Linked DNA regions of Macaca mulatta: region 1 is linked to region 2. Evidence: chromatin contacts called from public Hi-C data. All regions are on one chromosome and are shown on one strand. The core of a region is the stretch at or near the end of the contact, and the rest is flanking DNA. Distances in the headings are between cores, read along the strand shown.

Evidence for each region. A called contact is a pair of places that touch in the nucleus more often than the background predicts.
Region 1: a Hi-C map of fetal cortex germinal zone shows a contact between it and region 2, with 2.1 times the contacts expected there. The contact joins two enhancer-like sites. A contact is called at or near these places in 4 of 14 Hi-C or Micro-C datasets (cortical neurons, fetal cortex germinal zone, fibroblasts and 1 more).

Annotation. Positions count from the first base shown.
Region 1 is chr14:29,654,876-29,661,100 of T2T-MMU8v2.0, forward strand. It overlaps FJX1 (four-jointed box kinase 1), which reads right to left. Exons shown (of 1, transcript XM_015114526.3): 1 at 5,068-6,225. The coding sequence ends at 5,988. Among named protein-coding and RNA genes, the nearest start is that of FJX1, 4.4 kb to the right of the region's middle. Within about 2 kb of position 2,051, at least 2 of the 40 cell types and tissues checked have an H3K27ac peak or open chromatin away from gene starts, as enhancers often do.
Region 2 is chr14:29,466,325-29,472,445 of T2T-MMU8v2.0, forward strand. No RefSeq gene overlaps it. Among named protein-coding and RNA genes, the nearest start is that of LDLRAD3, 130 kb to the left of the region's middle. Within about 2 kb of position 4,052, at least 14 of the 40 cell types and tissues checked have an H3K27ac peak or open chromatin away from gene starts, as enhancers often do.

The DNA.
Region 1 (6,225 bases), core at 801-3,300, 190 kb after region 2:
CTCTTAAAAATGATCGAAATGGGGCTGAGAATGGTGGCTTACGCCTGTAATCCCAGCACTTTGGGAGGCCGAGGTAGGCAGATCACTTGAGGCCAAGAGTTCAAGACCAGCCTGGCCCATATGGTGAAACCCAGTCTGTACAAAAAAAATACAAAAATTAGCTGGGCATGGTGGTGCATGCCTGTAATCCTAGCTACTCAGGAGGCTGAGGCAAGAGAATCATTTGAACCCGGGAGGCAGAGGTTGCAGTGAACTGAGATCACGCTTCTGTACTCCAGCCTGGGTGACAGAGCGAGACTCCGTCTGAAAAAAAAAAAAAAAAAAAAAAAAAAAAAAAAATTCATGTTATGTATATTTACCACAAAGAAGCAAAAAAGAGGTCATGACTAATCATTCCCCAGTCACTTTGCCTTTCCAGGCCAGTTGTGAGGTGAGGACAAAGTCTTTAATGAATATTAAAAGGAAAAAAATCACCATGAGGAAGGTGTAAAGAGGCAAAGACAAATGCATGGTGTAGGGCTATCTAATTAAAAGTGACACCTCTCTATTTTTTAACCCACAATTTCTCAGCAAAGTAAAATCCGTGACTTGGTACTGGAAAAATGCCAGTTCTACATTATTTTTCTGCATATGGTGTAAAATAACTGATAAAACCATAAAAGACTCCATATGGCACAGATGAAAGAGAAAAAAGGAGTTCTTTTTTGTTGTTGTTACTCAATGAACAATTAGTTCTCTATTCTCCAAAAAAACAAAAAAAAAACCCAAAAAAACAAAAAAAAACAAAAAAACACTAAGGTGCCATTAGGAGAAAAATTTCCAAAGTGTCAAGAAGACATATTCAAAATGGAAAGAAAGTTGGAAAGATAAATAAAATAAGCATTCCTTTAGCTATATTTAGTGGAGTCCTGCAGAGAAAAAAATTCTAGCTAGGCAGCATTAAGACATAGTTTATTAATGCAGTTTCCCCCACAGCAGGACACAGAAAGAGAAACTGGTAAAACAGTCACATTAAAAAATTATGACTCCTACATCTGATCTTTATGAATACACAGAAGAGAAACTGTCCTCTTGAGTCATCCTGGGGCCATGTTGAGACAGAGATGCAAAAGATTATTATTATTATTTTTGCTTCAAAGCACTATTTGCTCACACAAGGTTGGAACAGATGGAAAGTCACCTCCTATATTTAGGGAATTTTTCAAGTATTTATAGAAAGACCCTATGAAAGATTTTGAGTTCTTCCAATGACATTTTGAAATAAAGCACTACCGTCTTTTGTTTTTAAAGAGTGTACAAAATTGAAGTCTGTTTGTACTGCCTTTGGGGAAATATTGTAGTAGGTAGTAATCTGGTTATAAATGGACTTTCCCTAGAATCTTAGAGCTGAAAGGGAGCCTACGGTGATGATCTAATCCAATGTTTTGCATAGTGCAGCAGCCTGTGCCCCACCAATGAGTTATGAAATCAATTTAGAGGGCCACAGTTAGCGTTAGGAAATAGAGGAGGAGAAGGAATAGAATAACATTCAGTGAAAGAGAAAAAGTATGTTATACATACTGTTTTGTGAAACTTTTGTTTCAGTGTATGAGTGTGTGTGTCTCTCTAACAGAGGTCACAATATAAAATACATGTATCTTACTGTGAGTTCTGGTCCAAAATATTGGAAATTATCAGCCTAATCAAATACCTTCCCATTGCAGGGAAGATAACTGAAGCCAGAGGGGCAAATGACTTTCTCAAGTCAGACAGTGTGTCAGAAGTAGCCCAGGTCTCCTGTCTCTCAGTATCCTTTCCATTAGACTCTAATACCTAAAATATGCTTGAAGGCGGATGTCAACCCTTGTCCTTTGATTTCCATACTGCCTTGGCAGCTGACATTATATTCTCTTTTGGAGCATTTCCTATGCTCTGAATTTCCTTTTCTCCATCTCTAGCATTCCCACAGCCCTTCTACCACTTGGGATCAGCGATTTTGTGTGATGTGGGCTGGCGTGCGCAGGGGCAAAATATCAGCGCTTAGGCTTGGATGATCCATGACTCATGGATAGCTCATGGTAGCTCACCAGATTTGGAGTTCCACAGCTCACTGCTCCCTGGAGCTGATGAGCCACATGAGGAATAGAATTACAGCCTCCTTGTGAAAAAGAGGGAAGTACATATGACCACTCACTTAGATGGCATGCTCAGAAACAAGACAGCTAGCTGACAGCTGTGGGCTCTGGGTAATTCCTGCCAAACTCAAGCACTCTAGTTGGTTTTCCTGGGTCAAAATAGAAGTGTGTAGATCGTGTTCTATAACTGCAGAGATAGAACAGGATTATGAAAGAGGATCATGTCTGGAACGTAAGGTGCCTGTTTTTGAGTTAGAGGAGAAATGTTCTACCTCACCAATAAATACTTATATTGCATTTGCTGTGTGCCAGGCACTATTCTGACAATATTATAAATATTTACTCATTTAATCCACATAATCAACCTCAAGGTCTTAGAGGACTCTCCTAGCTGCAATTGTAGGCAGAAGGTTGAGAAGCATTGAGATGTGTTAAAATAATTTGTTTTTCTTTCTGATTCGAAGACAGGAGGGTGAGTACACTTAATAGAGTTTAGAACTATGTCATTGACAAAGCAAATTAATCAAAAGTCAAATCCAGGGAGAAAAGGTCAACTGCCTACTTTCTCTTGGCAGAAGGAATAGGGAAGAGGGTTGTTCTTGCAAAGATTCATCACTTCTTGAAGCTTTCCAGAAGTGGTGATGGATTTGCAATAAGCCATCTGCTTTTTTTTTTTTTTAAATTTAAGCCACCCTCATATATTTGTAGTATAGCTGCCTTGGTGCTGAAGTCTGCTTGGGTCCTGAAATCACCCACTCAAACCCAAATGGACCTGTGCCCTTGACCTTATGCACCAGTGCCTTGCCTAGTGCTGGAAGAGGGTCCTTAGTAAACAATTTGTTGAATTAATTTACTACCACATGTTTAAAACTGATACCAACCTTGGAAACAGCCAGATTTGGTTTTGATGGTGGAAATTACTGAAGTGTAAGAAGGGCAAAAGTTTTTTGTTTTTTTGTTTTTTTTAAAAGAGGAACAGGAAGTGAGGATTTTTTGTTTTTGTTTTTGTAAGCACCTGTATGTGCTTGTATGTTTTATATGTTAATATTTAAATCACACAATATTCTGATCGAATCTCCATTTCACAGATGAGGGAACTAAGTTAAATGACTTGCTGAAGGTAGGTAAGGAACAGAATTCAGAATATTGTCTGCCTGTAGAACCCATTACTCTTTCCAAATCATGCTGTGGTCTGAAAGTTTTTTTTTTTTTTTTTTTTTTTGTTGTTGTTGTTCATTTGAGAAATTTGTCCCTAGCAGCATTCACTGACCATGGCGAAACTTTAATTGATCTTTCCATGCCACAGCCTACCTATTATCCATGAGGAACAGCAACAGTTAAAACCCACTCTGTAGTTACGTCTTGGTTCCATTAACAACTCCACCATGTAATTAAACTTATTTCTCAAACAAGCAGACACAGTTCACTAAAGAATCTGAGAAGAGCCATTTAAATTATGCTTAGTGTTTTGCTCTGGGTTAACCACGATCAAGTCTGGGCTTGGAACTGAAGTTTAGAAAGAATGTGGAGAATGCGGCTGGCCCAGAACTCACCAGTGCTGAATCTTCGTGGGAGCCAGGATGTATTTCCTGTGCAATCTGTGAAACTTCTAATTTATTACTGCTCATTGTTTTCCTCCATGAATATGTTGGGTAAAAATGCAGGTTGCTGAATACTTGTCCTGTTCTTGGAACAGCCTCCATTAACGAAAGCAGCAAATCTAATAGTGAAATAAGCACCAGAAATGGAAAATGTTTCTTTCTGAAAGGTGTAATTATGAGAAGTATCCCATTAACAATGTCTTGAAAAAAGATAAATTTCCCATTATCAGTACATTCTATGGCTGTGCTGTGCAAACACTTGACTTACACCACAGATAGTTTCAGGACTTTTTTTTTTTTTTAAGGTTAAGATTTGGCTTAGCAAAAGGCACTGAAAACATAAGGATGACATTAAATAGTTAAATTACACACTCCGTTGTAATGCAGAGTGAGAAGGGGAACCCACAGAGATTTAATAACTTTCTGAGTCTATAAAACCCTAGTTTTACAAATGCAAGTCAAATAAAAAACTATTAAAGTTGCAACCAAAAGATGATTCGAGTTAAAGGTCATGAAATAAAAAGAAGCTAACAGGCAAGGTCACCAGATACCAAAGAAAATGCCAAAATAAAACACCAAGGGCTGTAAAATAAAAATCAACCTCTTCCTCTTGAGTTAAAAATCCAAAAATAATTTGTTTGAAGTCCTAAAAAGGGTCCAAATGTCATACACAAAGTACTGTACGCCTTCATGGTCTCACACTGGCTGCTCTGAGGAGACCATGCAGTTAGTACCCGGAAAACAGTACAACCTCTTCAGAGAATTGGATGAGTCCAGATGTTGGAGATTATGATCTTCTGAATCCATTGGAATTTATGCCAGGAGATTAAACAGAAGAATTAATTTATGACTTTCTCTACCCATTCCCAATGTGGGCTCAGCTTATTATCTGTACACATTGCAATGCACTGTAATTACAATGCTGAAAATAATTTGCAACATGTGATGACTGTAGTTAAGTTTAAAAAGGGGGGTGTTTGTCATAATTTAGTCCCCACATCTGGTTCTATCATATTTGCCAAATGATTAATATAGGAATATATTACAGTGAAATCCTTTCATATCAAAGTTTTATTTGCCAGGAAATAGAACAGTTTCCTCCCATCTCTCTCCCCATCTCCCCCCACATTCTAGGCTGAACTCAAATTTCCAGCACCAAGGTTCATCTGAGTGAGGACAGGGAGTCTGCTCTTATCTTTGTTCAATTCTGTAAGTTCCGTAGTCACAACTGGAATGGATATGCATCCTTTGTTTTAAAAGCACATCCACAAGAAAGAAAACCTAAATCTTATTCTGAAAGCAGATGGGGCATCAGAAATATCAAACAAGTTAAAACCACAGGAATTAAATTATAAATTTTAAACTCCCTTTTATTGAAATATAAGTTTGTTTAGTATATTTACACCACACTTTATGCACATATATACAGAGAAGGTAAATTCTGTAAAATAAAAAAGTTTTTCTTAATAAAAAATTAAAATAAAAACAAAATAAAGTGCATAAAACTGATTTTTTTTTTCCTTCTGGTGAACATCATCATTGTCAAAATTTTGGTCGGTTGGGAGTGGGAGGAAGAAGAAATTCATTATATTTGACTTAGTGCATACAGCTGGCCCTGAATTTGTAGCCTTCAGGCCAAAATGACAAGAGGTCAGGAATGAGTCAGGCAAATTGTCAAGGTCTGCAGGGCTCCCCAGAGTCTGGAGGTCCTGCTCTCTTTGTCCTATCGGGAGCCGTCCCCCTGCTTGGAACAGTGATCTCACCATCGCCGCGCTGGAACAAAGGGAGAACACAGGAAGGGGGCTCCACCAGCCAATGTCACAGCCCTGCTCCGGGGCCACCAGCGCTGTGTTTGGTAGAAAATTGCAGAATTAGCTCAACGGCTCAAACGGAAGTTTTCCTTTTTCGGAAAGGGAATGAGGGGGGCCCAAGAATGGGGTACATCTCCCACAGGGACGGCCACTCGGGGGCCAAACCCCAGTAGCCAGTTTCTTCGGATCCAATCTCCGTGCTGGCACAGGAAAGAATCCTTTTATAAGCTGGGTGGAGGGAATGTTACACTTCTCGCCTCGGTGAGTTCGTCCTCCCAGAACTTTGAAAGGAAACAGCGTGGGATTGAAAGAAAGGGGCAGGTGGGTGAAGAGCTTAAGTTTTTAGACACCTTTGCGGGTGGGCGTTGGCCGGCTGGTCCCCGACAGTGGCAGAGGCGACGGCCCTTCCCCCCATCATCCATACCCCAGCCCCAGGTCTCTCTCTTTTCCTCCGGGTGACACTAAGTCCCAGACCGGTGGCCGTACTTGGCCTTACAGTGCAAAATGTGCTTGGCGAGGAAGTCGAGGCGGCGCTGTAGCAGCTGAGCGTGGGGGTCGGCGAGCGCGGCCAGCTCGGGGAAGCGAGGCTCGTGGCGCCGGTAGAGGCGCAGCAGCCGGGCCGCGGCGTCCTGTCCGCGGTGCAGCTCCAGGACGCGCCGCGCGGTCCGCTCGCGGAACACGCACACTGACTGCAACAGC
Region 2 (6,121 bases), core at 2,802-5,301:
ACTGAGGGTGTGTGCAATGTGACAGGCAGTGGGCTCCCGGAGGGGGAAAGAAAAAGAGCCAAAGGTAGGGATAAATTCTCTGTGTTGTTTCTCTCTTTGCCTTAGGGTGGGGCAGGCAAGAGTAGAGAGGGTGGTCTCCACATCGGCCCTGTTTGCAAAATGATATTCCAGTAGGAAGAGGGCCAGAGTCTGTGTAGATACTAAGAGCTACTGTTTACGGAGCATCTTTACATTTACAACTTTGGTCCAAACTCTTGCGAGGTAGGTTTTTACAGATGAGGGAACCAGTGCTTTGAGAGGCTCAGTAACCTCCTCAAGTGCCCCCAGTTGAAAGTGGCAGAATCTGCACTTGACCTCAGGTCTGGTTGCTTCCAGTGCCTGTGCTTTTAACCATGAGGCAACACTGTCTTCCCAGGTGAATTTTCTTAAAATATGGATCATTTCAAATTATTATTATTCGTATAACTCAGGAGCTGAGAGGGGTGGAGGTGGGTGGGTGGGAGATTTTTTCCATCTTTCTGTGTCTTTTGAGAGTGTAAGTATATAATACTTGACTTTGCACTATTGGCTGGCTGGGGTTAAGGCAAGGAGAGGGGGCCAAATTTCAGTGCCTTATATTTCTGACTTATTAACCTGATCAGAAGAGAAGGTCAAAGCTGTCAAGTGCAAAGCAGGTGTCTGTGGATTTCAATTATCTACCAGAGCCCTCCACCTGCAACCCAGTCTGTGGCTATAATTAGGCCAGAAGATACAGGAAGGGGGAGGCTGCCTGAGCCTTGTCTGAGACTTTGTGTGTGTGTGCAGTGGGGGTGAATGGAGCTGCCACCCATTTATCAGTGTTACCGATTGTAAAATGCGCGGCTTTGCAATACTGCCTATGGACATGAACCAAAATTAAAGTCTTATTTAAAATATATGAGAGACTGATAGTCATTTAAATAGTTTAAAATAGTGCGAGATCCCACCAACTGCAAAATACTACCTTGTTGGGAGATCCAGTTCCACGAAAGAGTTATATCCTTGGTCCTGAGAGTATACTAGCTGCAGTCTTCTCACATCAGAGGAAAACTCATTCATTCACTCATTCGTTTGTCATTCCACAAACATCTACGGAATGTCTCCTATGGGCCAGGCACTGTGTTAGGTGCTGTGAGGATATCAGGATGAGATTGACTAAGGTCTTTCCCTCATGAAGTCCCCAGGTCATTAAAGGAGATAAAGACACACACAAAAGTGAACATAACTCTGGGTGGACATGAAGGACAGGTTAGCATTCCAGACAGAAAAAAATGGCCTGAGAAAAGATCTAGTTTGTAAAACCAATACACTTGGGACTGGGAAGAGCCTAGTTTGGCTTACAGAGAACAGGGGGAACAGAGGAATACAGAATGTAGCTCCTGGCAGGGAAGAAGTAGCTCCTGGTGTCAGACCTGATTCCTTAAGATATGCAGATGTACAAGCCACAAATAGGTCCCAAGAAGACCTAATGGTCAATAACAAGAGTTCAATGTGGATAAATTAAACCCCCCAGGAATGACACGAACTTGGGAATTGCCAAACCTAGGGCACAAGTGATGAGGTTGGAAGTTCAGCTGAAAGCCTGATATAGGCTGCAGATCCAGTGCATTTTGCGGACAGAAGTGGAATTCAACTCAGAGGTGGGTTGTGGAGGCTGGAAAGGATGTCACGGGTTGGAGGGGACAGTGACGGGCATTTTGAGCAGAGGGAATTGACTTAAGAAAGGTGAGGAGGAGGGAAGCAGAAGGTATGCGTGGGGTGGAATCCACTGGTTTCACCAGATCAAAGGGGTCCTGCTCTAACTTTCCCCACTCTGGACAAGTGGACAGATCAGTGAGCTGAAGGGGAGCCCAGGTTTTGGAGGCAGATATCTCTGGGTTTGGTTGAATTCCAGTTTGGTTATTTACTCTGTACCTCCCTCGGCCTCAGTTTCCCCATCTGCAAAAGGGCCTTAACAAGGCTTCCCTTGTGGGGGTGCTGTGAGGACCGCAGGGTCTTAGAGCTTTGGGAGCAAGTCGCAGTGAGGCTGTCTCAAGCTGCCTCACCTTCTGCTCCGAAGCCCCAGGTTAGCTCCCTTCTCAAACCACAGGAACAAATGTAGGCACCATCTGCGTAAACGGGAGAGGTGGTACTTTCTGGCGGGCTTTTGTAGGCATGACAAAACTTTCCAGAAGCCCCCGCAGGTCACATGCTCATTTCTGAACCACTCATGACCAAGAGGGTGGGACTTCCCTTACACGAATCAGGTCGGCACCTGGAGGTGGGAGGTGGAGCCTGTTTCTGGAGGCCCCTGGGAGCAGGAATCCCTGCACCCAATCCTGCAAGAAGAGGGAGTAGACACGCAGTCGTTAGGCAGCCTGAAGGGCCTGTTCTAGAGGCAGTTTGCAAAATGCCGCACGTAGTAGGTTCTCAGTCCATGGGAACTCACCCTGTGGGGATTGGCAGATTGCCACAGCCGGCTCTGGAGTGCTGGCGGCTACAGACAGGCAAGCTCAAGGTGCCTTTCCTTAATATTATCTAAGGTCATTAAACCTCTAAATAAAAGGGAGAAAATGGAGATTCTGAGACAACCCAAGCAGCTCAGAGTGATTGGTATCAAAATCATAATGTCTATAAAGTCCTTTTAAATCCGTATTGCATTTGACTTTTTTAAAAACCTGTAACGCTTCTCCCTATTCTCCAAGGTATAACAACATAGCCCTTTTTATTTAGTTCTCACAACCACGTTAAACTCTTCTGGGGGAAATGATAGTCTGTCCTGTTACCTCTTCTGTGCCACCTGGAGGGTCTTTGCACCTGGTGCCATAGTGATTGTGACCCTGGTAGGGGTCAGTCTAGTGAGGTAGAAATCAGTCCCTGCACTTCATAGTTGTTGCATTTGGGCAAGCTAGCCTCTCTGGGCCTCTTCTTTCATCTAGAAAAATAATAGTACCTAGCTCTTCAGGTTGTTATGTAATTAAAATAGTTTCGTTTTCTCTGACAGAGTGGCCTGTTGAAGATAAGGAGAATTTTTGAATCTGGGTAGATTGGATTCTTGCCACTTCCTGCTAGCTCATCAAAGAGCCAAACATAGAACAGGGCTATATGAAGTGAAGGAATGTGCACTCAAAAGCACGTATTCCATAATCTAAAGAAATTATGATTATTCTATCATAGTAACAAGATATAAATAGATATTAATAACTAAAATCAGGTTAGTTGCTGAAAAAATACCATTCATAATAAGGTTGCATTATATAAATGTTTGCACATGTAAATGTCCTTTAATGTGCATGTACTTTAATTTAATTGCTGCATTTGGCATGGAAAATTGCCAGCTCTGCTACTACTCGTGGTGTGATCTCAGGCAACATTCTTTACCTCTCTGAGCCTCAATTTCATTGGCCATAAAATGAGACTAATTTTTTTTTTCTTGTGTTAAAGGACCACATGAGGTAATGTATGTAAAAAGACTGAAAACTGGAAAGCACAATAGTTTTCTTAGGTATTTCATCATTGTTGTAATTAATAGTCAGCCACAATGACAAGATATTCAAGGACAATGTAAAGATTTGAGCTTACAGTTTCAAATACCAACCTTAAGAATGATCCAGAAATACTAAACTCATGTGTTTTTTTGTTTTTTAAACTATGACTTCTATAAGTTGGAGACATTTGCTTTTTGAGACATTGTCTTTTTTATTATATAATCTTTAGTCCTCATGTCATCCTCTTTAGAGACCACACAGCAATTAGTGAATTGTTTCAGACAGAAATCTGGATGGTCCAAGATCCTGGATTAAGATAGCTCTCTTTATGAATGCATTTTCAGAGTAAACAGGAAAAGTGTATTAAACCAAGCACTTCATTGTGGATAAGGAAAATCGATATCCTGTGGGTTGGGCTGTTTTTAGTCTTACTACAAAATGGATGCACTATTTATACCTGTTTTCTCCAGCCAGGGCTATTAGCTCTTCAAGTTCACGCACTCAGCCACTACGGTGGAGAGCCAGTCATTGTAGGTTAAAAGCAACTAATGTTAGACCCCTGCTGGCCTGGTCTGGCACTGCACCGGGGAACACAATCTCCAGTTATTAGTGGGGAAATTGGCTTACAAAAGCAAATTGCCGAGACGTCAAGGATTTGGTTTTGCCTCCCTTGATATCTAGGTGCCAATATGGGAGCAAGAAGAAAAGTAGGATTTGCCTTACAACGGAGAACTTCTTGAGGAGGAACTGGGGATTATAATGTCCCTTCACGGCGGTTGGGGCTTGGATCAGCCTGCCCCACAAGCTCACTCTTCATTGCTAACAGCTTGTAGGCTAGCACTGAGTTTTTCCATGTGTTCACACTCATTGTTGGTTGCACTCTCCAACCTCTAGGGGGCGCAGAGGCGTTCGCCTCAGCTTTTTTTTTTTTGTTTTTTTTTTTTGAGACAGAATCTCACTCTGTCGCCCAGGCTGGAGGGGGCTGTGGTGCGATCTCAGCTCGCTGCAACCTCTGCCTCCCGGGTTCACGCGATTCTCCGCCTACCGAGTAGCTGGGATTACAGGCATAAGCCACCACGCCCAGCTAATTTTTGTAATTTTAGTAGAGATGGGGTTTTACCATGTTGGCCAGGCTGGTCTCCAACCCCTGGCATCAAGTGATCCACCTGCTTCAGCCTCCCAAAGTGTTGGAATTATAGGCGTGAGCCACCGCGCCTGGGTCTTCAGCTTTTTCATTCTGTTGTTCTAAGATAAAGAGCCGGGACTAGGAACAGTCAAGGGCACGATAGAGCGCTCAATGATACACGTGATGCGGCTACTACAATAGGAGTCGTCGTCTGTGGGTATAAAAAGCACCCAGAATTACAATGCTTTTCCTTCTTGTGGTCTGTACTTTCTCCTCTTCTTTCGTGAAACTGGAATGAAATGGGGCCCAGGAAAAGCACAGAGCAAGCCAGGGATAGCAAGAAGGACCCAAACAAAACAAGAGCCTCAAAGGGGCAAAGCTTTTGTTTTGGGGAAAGGGATCTCGATTAGTGCTCCTGTTTGGTAGAAATCAGACATAGCAGGAATGAGGTTAGGGAGTGGTGGAGTGGTAAGGGGCTTGGCTCCACTTCCAACTCAGTGTTTTTGGTTAATATGAATAGGGAAACAATCCCTAAAGGATTGGGATTGGGGAATCATGAGAGATGGGAAAAATTCCACTTTTCTTTGCTTGAACATGGCCTAGCAGATGACCTTTTCTTCTCATAGTAGAGAGCTCTAAGGAAGGTTATCAAAATCCAAAAGTTAGGGTTTTAACTCATTTGACCTACCCGACTGGCCCTATAACTTGAAGGTCACAGTTGTGAGATGGGGTTATACTGGGAACCAGGGTATCGTTCAACAATGTTCCTTGATCTCTTCCTCATTAGGGCTTGTGCCGCTTCAGAGTTTGGCTTCAGTGACACAAATCCACTCTTCCCAGTAAAAAAAAAAAAAAAAAAAAATTTCATCCTGATTAGCCTCCCAGAGAATGTTACGTGATTTCAGGAAGGAAAGCTGTGATTGCCAATCTGAACTTGGAGGCCTCAGTGATTTTCGGATGCACTGTTGGCTAGGCTGAGTCAGCAGAGACAAACCTACCCTTGATTTTCTAGAGAATGTTCTTCTACAAGGACAGATTCTCAGACACTTAGCCCATCCCGTTAATGAATATTGAAGTCATTACCACATTTTTGCCCTTAAAAGCAATGTTACACGATCATTCTTACACAAAAAGTTTTATACCTATGTCATATTTCTTTCAAGGAGATTTCTAAAAATGGGGTTGGATACCACCAAATTTCCCATCCAATAACCTGTTTCATTACTACACCAATCAAGTTATGATGATGATGCCAATATTGATAACTATTTTATTTCTTGATAACTTACTATGTGCCAGGCACTGTTTTAAGCACTTTTCACCCATTATCTTATTTGATCCTCTCATCAACCCAGTGTGACAAGTTCTATTACGGTCCCTGTTTTAGAGATGAGGAAATGGAGGCAAAGGGCATATAAGTTACTTGTTTAAAGTGACTTAGTGAATGCCAGACCCAGGCATTCTGATCTAGAAGTTCATGCTCCTATTATTTCACTCAAAGAGAACTTAC